Regions from separate parts of the Mus musculus genome. Here region 2 is linked to region 1. The links are chromatin contacts, called in public HiChIP or PLAC-seq maps. All regions are on one chromosome and are shown on one strand. The core of a region is the stretch at or near the end of the contact, and the rest is flanking DNA. Distances in the headings are between cores, read along the strand shown. Region 1 has its middle 21 kb from the start of Gm38643. Region 2 holds the start of Lmf2 (lipase maturation factor 2).

The links. HiChIP or PLAC-seq counts read pairs in DNA pulled down with a chosen protein or histone mark.
Region 2: an H3K27ac HiChIP or PLAC-seq map of embryonic stem cells shows a contact between it and region 1, with 5 read pairs. The contact joins the promoter of Lmf2 here to the enhancer-like site in region 1. A contact is called at or near these places in 1 of 15 datasets of contacts at CTCF or cohesin (the NIH/3T3 cell line), 1 of 484 Hi-C or Micro-C datasets (embryonic stem cells), 3 of 115 datasets of contacts at active chromatin or transcription factors (bone marrow-derived macrophages, embryonic stem cells and pancreatic cancer cells) and 1 of 9 other capture datasets (liver).

Annotation. Positions count from the first base shown.
Region 1 is chr15:88,904,200-88,909,433 of GRCm38.p6, forward strand. It overlaps a transcript of Ttll8 not described here. Among named protein-coding and RNA genes, the nearest start is that of Gm38643, 21 kb to the left of the region's middle. Within about 2 kb of position 2,347, at least 2 of the 459 cell types and tissues checked have an H3K27ac peak or open chromatin away from gene starts, as enhancers often do. A contact at or near this core is called in embryonic stem cells, where this site is marked.
Region 2 is chr15:89,352,393-89,357,626 of GRCm38.p6, forward strand. It overlaps Lmf2 (lipase maturation factor 2), which reads right to left and starts at 3,267. Exons shown (of 14, transcript NM_178919.4): 1 at 2,964-3,267; 2 at 2,172-2,425; 3 at 2,035-2,063; 4 at 1,691-1,905; 5 at 1,437-1,615; 6 at 1,065-1,206; 7 at 818-952; 8 at 642-747; 9 at 467-563; 10 at 212-394; 11 at 1-135. The coding sequence starts at 3,057. It overlaps Ncaph2 (non-SMC condensin II complex, subunit H2), which reads left to right and starts at 3,327. Exons shown (of 20, transcript NM_001115132.2): 1 at 3,327-3,551. The coding sequence starts at 3,444.

The DNA of each region.
Region 1 (5,234 bases), core at 1,097-3,596:
CCCTTGGGTATAGTTTGCTTGTCTGAACTGGTCAGTAGTTGATGTCTTCAAGGGCATTCCAGTTTCCCCAGCCTCCCATCCGGTTCCTAGCCTTGTTTGGTGCTGGGTTGGTTTCCTCAGGGTCTGGTGCCACCACACCCACCTTCTCCAGGTGAACTTGCACCCGGGCGCTCTGACTGATCGACATCGTCCTGGAGTGTGAAGCCTGGGCTCCTGCCCCAGACATCCAGCTCCACGGGCCTTTGTCCCTCTCACATTCAGCCCCTCACACGGAAGCTGCCAGTGGGTGACTGAAGGAGGAGGCTGATTTTGTAGCTGTGACTGCAGTGACCTCCAGAGTCTCAGAGATGTGGAGGGGATGGGTTCCTCTCCTTTTCCTGCAGAGGCGGTGCCAGTGTGGAAAAATGGTGGAAGTGGTAACGTCCACTGGTGGCTTCCAGGAGGGAGAGTCAGACAAGAGTAACCTGCACCTGAAACCCAGCGCAGTCTTCCCCAAGAGGACCAGAGGAGGTCCAGCTGGCCTGTGAGAAATGACCGTTTGGAAGCCACTGTCTTGGCGTGGGTCTTTGTGGAGCATTATCACCAAAGAAACCTGGCTAGTGAAATAGATGGAAGAGCAGACTTCCATTACAGAGGCATAACCCTACACACACAGCTACACACACAGCTACCAGCTTTACTGCAGCACGGAGAACTGTGTATATATGTGTGTGTGTGTATATATACATATACATATATATATATATATATATATACACACACATATTTGTGTGTATATGTGTGTATATATGTGTATATACACACACACATATATATACATACATATATATATATATATACACACACATACACACACATATATATACACACATATATATATGTGTATGTGTATGTGTGTGTGTGTGTGTGTGTGTGTGTGTGTGTGTGTGTGTCTGTGTGTGTGTGTGTATGGCACACATTACAGCCACGTCCCTGGCTTAGTTGAATTTGAATATCTCTATAGAAAAGGTAATGGATGTTTGCTCCCACGTATGACATTCTACACTCAGATACTGGAAGATAGGTGGAATACAGAGCTAAGCATGAACAGAGAAACAATATAATGTTTTAGAGGAGACAGAAGGATTTCACAACTTTGGATTATATGAACAATTCCCAAAGTGAAAAACTGCCAATTATAAGGAAAGCAGATATGGAAATGTATTGAAACGAATAATTTCTGTGCATTGAAACATTAAGGCAGGGAGATGGCTCTTTTGGTAAAGTGTCTGGTGAGGACCTGAGTTCAGATTCCCAAGAACAACGTCTTCACCCCTCAGTCTCCAAACTGGGTCAAAAGCCAGACATGGCAGCACGTGCCTACAACCTTAAAGTGGGGTTCAGAGTGGGTTAGAGAGAGAGACAGCTCTCTAGAGCTCCTTGGCCAGCAGTGAATCAATCAGTGAGATACTTGGTCTCAAAAAATAAGATAGTGCTAGAGGAAGACATCCAAGGTCAACCTATGGCCTCTACATCCATATAAGTTTATACATATGTGCATACACATACACATAGAAAACACACACACACACACACACACACACACATACACACACACAAATATATACTCTACACACAAAAGAAAGGGAGGGACCCAGAACATTAAAACAGCATAAGGCAAATCATAGGAGATGCATCTATCAAACAACTTGTGTCTAGAATATGTAAAGAACTCTTACGAATCAACAAGAAGAGGTTAGCAGAAAATGTGTCCAGACAAACAAGTACTTTACAGACAGGTGTGGTGGTCTATAGCTTTAATCCAGGCATTTGGGAGACAGAGGCAAGCAGATTTTAGGGAAGTCAAGGCTAGCTGGTCTACTTAGCAACATCCAGGTTAGCCAGAACTACAAAGTAAGACCCTCTCTCAAAGCAAAGCAAAGCAAAACAAAACAAAACAAAACAAAACAAAACAAAACAGAAAAACAAAAAGGTGGGAGTGAACTGGAGAGATAGCTCCAAGCTTTAAGAGCACTGGCTGCTCTTCTAGAGAGCCTATTCAATTCCCAGAAGCCACATGGTGGTTTACAGCTCAGTAATTCTAACCCTCTTTCTGCCTCTGCAGGGACCGTGGAGATATTCATGCAGGCAAAATACCCATACTCATAAAAATAAAATTAATAAAATTTCAAAAATTATACAAAAGGAGCACTTTCCCAAGGTACATTCAAATGAGCTACAGAATATTCAACTTCATTAGCATCAGAGACATGCAAATTGGAGCGACAAGGTGACTCTACCAGCACTTTGAATAGAAGAGCTAAATAGAGATTAAACCTCCCTTGTGAGGCACATGTGACCAAATGGGGCACACAAAGAGCGGTACCTGGCGATGAGCAAGGCCCATCAAGGCTATTCCTATTGCTAGAGAAGAGCGCACAGCAGTTCTAGTTGCAAACACCTGGACTAGAAACAGCTAACAGGGATACAAGCAAAACAGTTGTAGTTAAGACCAAACATACAGCTGCAGCCACCAAGGCAAATCCAGCCACATATCTAGACAACATCAAACCAAACTTGGTTTGTTTCTAGACTATTGTTAATTGCTTTAACATACACAAACACTAAATTATGTCATTCATGATGATAACTGTGTGGATGCAAAAGCTGTTTAAAAAAAATACAGTCTGGGGCCAGGAGAGAGGGCACGTGCCCTTAATCCCAGCACTCTGGAGGCAAAGTCAGGTGGATCTCTGTGAGTTCAAGGCCAGCCTGGTCTACATAGCCAGATCCAGGACAGCCAGGGTTACATAGAAAGAGTCTGTCTTCAAAAATAAATAAGAACAAAAAGAACTCAAGTGGAGAAGCATATAATGCTCATGAACAGAACAAACATCTCAGAAATGGATCGACCCATTTGGCATAATCTCAATTGGCATTTCAATATGGCTTCCTGGGAAACGTTGTAAGCCGGTATGGTGGTTATAAAGAAGAGAGCAAGAAAGAACCAAGACCTCTCCTTACCAGACATAATGCTGAGTCAATTCAGACAGCATAGCCCTAGGGCAGGAGCATACAAGGTGGAACAGACTGAAGGTGGGTCGTCACCCCAGAGGGGGACACAAGCACAAGAAGTGATCCTTACTACACACTGTATACAAAAATCACCTCCAGATGGACCAGGACACACTCTTCTTTTAAAATGGTGTATGTCATACCTATCTATGTATCTATCTATGTATCTATCTATGTATCTATCTATGTATCTATCTATGTATCTATGTATCTATCTATCTATCTATCTATCTATCTATCTATCTATCATCTATGTTTAGTTATCTATGCATCTGTGTGTCTCCGTGTGAGTATATGCATGTGAGTACAGGTGACTGTGAAGGCCAGGAGAGGGTGTCAGATCCCCTGGTGCTAGAGTTACAGATGGCCATGAGCCCCCCCCAGTGATATGGGTGCTAGGACCTGAACTTGAATCTTCTGCAAGGGCTGCAAGCGCTCTTAGTCCCTGAGCCAATCTCCGTAAGCCCCTTCAGAGGACGCTTATAGTTGCTACAAGAGAGAACTATTTTAAATTCTGGGACACACAAAAAAAGATTTTTTAAAAAATAATAATAGCATCAGTAGAAAAGGCCGTTGATGTGTCCTATAAAGTTGAACAACCTCCACGGTGATCGTGGAGCATAACCTTGATCCCAGCACTGGGGAGGCAGAGGCAGGTGAGTCTCTGAGTTCGAGGCCAGCCTGGTCTACAGAGTGAGTTCCAGGATAGCCAGGGCTACACAGAGAAACCCTGTCTCGAAAAAACACAACCCCCCCCCAAAAAAATTAACAACCTTTGTTTACCATCAGACATTGTTCAGGGGCCTTTAGGTAGCTCCATTGGTAGCTTGATTGTCTAGCGTTCAAAAGGCCTCTGTATCGAATAGGACAGGGTAGCAACAGGTTGTAATCCTAACACTCAGAAGAATCAGGAGGACAAACTGGGAGAAAACGTCCACAGTGTACACTATAAGTACGAACCACCCCATAGAAACACATGCAAAGCATCTCTGAACTGACATTGTACAGAAAAGGAAGAGGTGTGAGGTCAGCAAAGCTAAATCACAGCTGCACACTATCTTAAACCTGTGTGATAAGCAATAGATTGCTGGTAATTCAGTGAGTCCATAGCTTCCCTATACATTTTTTTTTGAGACAGGGTTTCACTGTGTAGCTTTAGCTGTCCTGGAACTTGCTATGCAGAACAGGCTAACCTCGAAGTCACAGAGACCCTCCCGCTTCTGTTGCTGGGATCAAAGGTGTTCAACACCACCTTTCTATGGATGCATTTTTGGTGAGAAGTGTACGTTGTTTTAAGCACTATAGAAAACAGTCGTTTTGTTTTTGTCTGCTTGTTTTGATTTGTTTGGTTTGGTCATTTCCGCAAGCTAGCATTTCTAGTATCCACAAAAACTCACTGCTAAGCCAGATAACCTGTCTTGGGTTCCCAGAATACACATGTCGGAGAGAAAGAAAGATTCCTGAAGGTTGCCCTCTGACTTCCACACTCTCATGTCAGGGCACACATACCCTTTCTCCCAAATAAAGATGTAATAAAAACTTTAAAAGAGTGTCCATTCAATTCTTCAATCCTCAGCTGCATGGATGCATGCGCACGCGTGCACAATCACGCACGCACGCACGCACACACACACACACACACACACACATTCAAGCATGAGGAGAAGAGGAGGAAGAACAGGAGGTTAGGAGGAGGTGGAGTTCACCATTTGCAGCTTTTTATTACATTATGCAAACAACTCAAGGGCTAAGGGTGTAGCCAGTGGTAGAGTGCTTGCCTTAGGCTCACGGTTAGCTTCAGTTATCAGCCTGATACACCGGCAAGAGGGAACCTAAATTGAGATTTGTCTGTGGGGTGTGTGTGTGTGTGTGTGTGTGTGTGTGTGTGTGTGCGTGCATTTTCCTAGTTGCTAATTCCTGTAGGAGACCCATAGCCCATTATGTGCAGCACCATCTCTGGACAGATGGGTCTGGGCTATATAAGAAAAAATAGCTGAGCAAGCCAGTGAGGGCACGCCAGTAAATAGGACCACTCCATGGCCTCTGCGTCAGGTCCTGCCTCCAGGTTCCCGCCTTGAATTCCTACTTCCCTTGATGGTAGGCTGGAACCTGTAAGCCAAATAATATCTTTCTGTGTTTTGATCACAACCACAGAGAAGCAAACCTAACATGTGTGAAGT
Region 2 (5,234 bases), core at 2,017-4,516, 450 kb after region 1:
GCCGGTGAACCAGGGGCTGTGTGTATGCGGGCCAAGGGCTGCGAACCACATCTGCCAATCAAGGCGTGGCTGGTGAGGAGTCAGGAAAGGGGGTGGTCGGCTCACATTCCCAGGTTTGTACATGAATTCGATCTCCTGACAGAGGGACACATGGTTAGCTGGGATGGCTGGACTTGGTCCCTTTACCCCTGTATCATTTGGGAGGGCTCACTGTCCAATGCTGTCCGTCATAGCTGCCCTCTAGGACCACTTCCGGCCGCCCGCCCACGCCAGTCATCCGACGGAAAAGGCCGTAAGAGTTGGCCAGCTGTAGGTGCTCCACAGAACCGAACAGGCGATGAGCCCCAGTCCAGAGACGCCCGTGGGTCCCAGGTTCCACATAGGAGTAAGGTACCTGCAGGCAAATAGGCGATAGCTCAGTGCTGCCCCATCTTCCCCCAGTCCCAGTCTTCACAGGGTCACCTACTAGGCTGATCAGGAACAAGGCCACTGTTGCCGTGCCCAGGACGGAGAGCTGGATACCCGCAGAGAACTTCCGTGACCATCCTTGTACCTGGATCCACCTGGGGACGAGAGGGACGGGTGTGGTCAGACCTGATCTGAAAGCGGCTTCTGCCCGCGGTCTTCGGGTACATACATACCTCCAGAGGACAACAAGCAACTCCCAGGCCAGGGAGGCTGTCCCTAGCCACACAGTTGGCAGGGTTACCGTCTTCAGCCACTGGGAGAACTGATGGAAGGTGAAGGCTGCCAGGGAGGAGAGTGTGATCAGGGACTGAGCCAGCCCTTTCCCTTAGGTCCCCATGTTGGCACTTACTGGTTTTCGAGAGGATGATGTGCTGTTGCCAGTCAACCTCCAGGCCAAAGTAGTAGACAGTGCCGTAGGCCAGCAGCCCATAGACAGTCAGTTCCAGCAGTAAGGACAGCGCGGTCAGCAGGGCTTTAGGCCAGGCTATGGGTTGGACAGACAGTCACAGATTGGCTAAGGGTCTGCAGCCAAGGGACAGGGGCTCTTTGGCGGATGACATGGGTTTGGTTGTCGTGATGGGATGACTGACACTCACAGGTGGGCATCTTCTTGTGGCATCTGAGGCCAGGCTCAGCAGACAGGTGACGGTCATCCAGGAGGGCAGTGGTGAGCACCAGGGTTAGCAGGTTGAAGAAATTGTAGTTGCCAGTGATGATAATCAGGACTTGCAATAATGCCTGAGAGGAAGACATGCAGTCAGAGCTATGGAGAGGATGCTCTTGGGCTCCCGCAGACCTAAAGACGACACTTTCCCAAAGGCCACAGCCTCACGTGACAGTATACACCTAGACTGGCTAACACATCCTTCTGCCTGCGATGCTTCCCCCCACAGCACCCATCACCCGACCACTCCCGCCCCAGCAAGCCTCACCAGCCAGTGGTAAAGGCCACACTCTCTTCTACCTACCTGAGCGTAGAAGGCAGTAAGTCGTAGGCGGCGAATAGGAGCAAAGAACAGGGGTGGCACTGCGATCTCGATGAGGAAGGTGGCTACCACGCTGAGCTTGTGTAGCCAGACCGGCAGATGGTGAGCAAACCAGGCAGCGGGTGTGGGCAGGCACTGAGTCTCATAGTGGTAGGTCAGAGCTGCAGGAAGCGAGTGGAGGTCAGGGCTGGTTAAGAGCCTCTAGACCATCCCAGCTTCAGGCCCCGGGCCCTCACCAGTGAGTCCCCACCACGTAGGGCAGCGGCTGGTCAACTTGACCACACCAGAGGCGAACATGAGTCGAAACAGCAGCCAGCGCACGAGCCAGAATGGGAGGTCTTCATGGGGTAAGGCTCCTGCTAATCTACCCTGGAGAATCTTGTGTTTGGAAGGCCCCCTCAGCGGGGCTACCAGTATAGCTAGGAAGCCAGTCTCCAGCAGCAGGGAATCCCTATAGGGAGGGAAATATCCTAAATTTCCTATTTAGGTTGCTTAATAGGAACCTCCCAGGGTCCTCCCAGGAGAGGCAAACAACCCTGCCCAGTGGCCTCAGGCAGATTGGGCCCCCGGAATCACTCACCACTGGAAATAAAGGAACACTTGGCCCACCTGTAGGGAGAGAAGTGGTCAGGGAGCCACTGTGTGTCTGCTGCATCAGGTGAGGCAGAGAGAGAGGGTGGGTTAGATGAAGGCTGAAGTTTTAAGTGTCTCACTTGCCTGGTAGGCTGATCGGTATGCAACCCAGAGCAGCAGGTAGACGAAGGGGTGTCTCAGAGAGTTCAGGAGCAGGGCGCCCAGGGCTAGCACGGTGCCCAATAAGGTCAGTAAATCCAGACCTTGGGCAGTATCCAGCCCCAGTCTTGGTGCCTCCCACAGCAGCGTTGGTGTTTCCCACAGCTGCTGCCACAGGCCCTTGCCTTGGGGCCGCAGTGTTCTTCGAGCAGGAAGGATGCCCTCTGGGCCATAGAGGCCTGTGGGAGGGTATGTCAGGGCCAAGTCTTAGACATCTTCCCAGTCTAACATGCACATGAACTTAGGCCCCGGAGATGCTCCACCACCAGCTCCTGGCATGCAGATGTCCCAAACCCCCAACTCCAGGTTGTGCTTGCAGATGTTCCCATCCCAGGCAGGGCTTGCTCTGTCTACCAGATGGTCTCTCTCTCTCACGTTGGAAATTGTTGACCCCCAACACCAGGTTCAGAAGACCTGATTCTGGGTCAGCACCTTCTGTCAATTAGAGCGCATCCCTCTCTTACCTGCCCACAGAGTCCAGGTAGAAATCTGCCACCCACTCCCCTCGGGGTTTTTCCCTAAGCCTAGATGAGACTACTAATAGTTAAGGGAAATCGACCCTTGTGCTTCTTTTTCCTCCACTTTTGTTGCCCGCAAACTACCACCCCTTAATCCCGCGCAGAGAGAGGCCTGGACTTTACACCCGCCTCAGAGGGCAGTGAAGGAAGGGATGCTACCACGTCCACGTGTGACGATTCAACCCCTCCGCGCCCTCACCTGGGATCTGGGTGTAGAGGGACGCAAAGGCGAACAAGTAGACAGCGGCCACACCCTGTAGGAAAAGCTGCTGTGGGACCCGGGAGCTCGCCATGTCCGCTACGCGGTCTTGCCGAAGTAGTGCCCTCTAGTCTCCTAGCTGCCCCCAGCCCGGCCTCTGGCCCACGCCGCAGCCGGAATCCGTCAGTCCGGTCGGGTCACTGAGCTCCACCCAGTGCCAAAGAACTCACCGCTAACCACCTAGAAACTTAGTCTCCTCCGCTCCTCCAGGCCCCCCCCCTAGACACGGAGCCCCGCCCCCGGTGTAGGCCCCGCCCCCGTCGGGCCCGCTTCTTTACTTCTTCGAAACTGGGCCCGCCTGACGTCATACGTGTGCGCGCAGTGCCCTGGCTACGTACTTCCGGGGCGGGAGCACCAAAATGGCGCCAGAACCAGTAGCGGGTTGAGCCATGGTTCCGGGCTTCTAGTCCCGTTCTAGACATGGAGGATGTGGAGGTGCGCTTTGCTCACCTCTTGCAGCCCATCCGGGATCTCACTAAGAACTGGGAGGTGGACGTGGCGGCACAGCTGGGCGAGTATCTGGAGGAGGTGAGGGCGGCGGGGGAATGGCATCGGCCTGGGCGCTCAGGCTGCATTGCCACCCCCCGCCTCCGGGTCTGTAGCCGTCTGGTGTGTCATCCGCAGTCTTGTTTCTTTCCTCACCCCCCTTCAAAATCCAGCCTGCCTCTCGAAACTTTCAGCTAGATTCTCCCGGAGCTGTCCTTTTCAGGCCTCTGTCGGTTAGCGAGCTGTGAAGTCGATTTGGTTGGATGATAATCATTTTTCTCCAACAAGTACATTATTTCCGTTTTCTTTGGGGGAATACAATACATTAAGAAGCAAACTTTTTGTTTTCCCCTTTTGGGGGCGGATTTAACCTGGGGCTTTGGACAGGTTTGGCAGGCACTCTACCACCGAGCTTTTTTTTGGAACCTGTTTTTCTTCTTGAGCCAGGCGCCAAGGCAGGTCTTAAACCCGAAGTCTTCTGTCCCAGTCTCCCGATTATTTGCAACTACCAATCAACCCTACCATACCAGGACTCTTACAGTAATGGAGAGAGATCTGGTTCCCGAAGGAAAAGGGATTTTGTATCTTAGACCTCAAGCCCCGCCCACACGATCTTCCCGCAGTGCGACGCACCCATACCCCAGGCTCTTAATTTGAACCAGTTTTGTCCAGAAGGATCCGCCCCCTCCCCCATCCTGTTGGTGGCCCAGCCCCTCGCCGTAATCTAGCCTATCAGCATTCCATTCCTCCGTTTTGTTTTTTTTTAAGTTCAGGTCTATTCAGTCACTGTCTGCTCCGTTTCTGCACGTTCACACTTTGGCTCAACACAATCGGATCCCACTACTGAATAGTTACAGGTCTCAACTCGAACTGTAGTGGTCTTCGTATTTAAAAATAAAAGAGACGCTCGAAGTGCCCTGTTGGGGAGATTTCTCGGTCTGACAGCTTCCTTTTTGAAACAGTGCTCTTAGGATTTCTATTTGACTGCTTCTGTTTTCTTTCTTAAGTGTCGAGCTTCTTGGGGTGGAGTCTTCTTTCCCTTAAAAATAGAAAATCTTACTTGTGTGATTTTTTTTTTTTTTAAATACAAGTTTTCAACTCCATGTGGTGGGATACACCCATACCGATCTTCCTTGTGAGCTGTCCCAGATTTGTTTGTTCTAGCCACTCCCTTGGCATGTGCTGGGATGTTACTCGAGCTCTTGGATGTTATTTAAAGTGGAGCTTTTGGGTTGTGGTTCAAATTCTAGTCCTCTATTTTGGTAGTGTTTCACTGTTTAACTAAAGGTGAAAATTAAGAGATGTGATAAGGCCTCATGTCTCACACCAAGTTTACCAATGAATTGTGTCAGTTATATTGCAAGAATATACTTCCTTCCCCACTATATCTGGTCTAGGTGTATTAAACCTAGATATTTAAAACCTTCTCATCCAGGCTCTTAGATTGGACACCATCCAGTCTGAAGAATTAAAACTGGAGACAGGGATGGGGGCGCAGGGACCTGGAAAGCTGCCTCATCAATTCAGAGCACTGACTATTCTTTCAGAGGACCCAGGTTCAGTTCTAAGCACCCACAGGACAGATCGCAGCTGTCTGTAATCCCAGTTCCTGGGGATCCAGTGCCTTCATCAGGCCTCCACTGGCACCAAACATACAGGTGGTACACAGATATGGATACAGGCAAAACACCTACATCATTTTTTGTTTTTAGAAAATTTAAATCA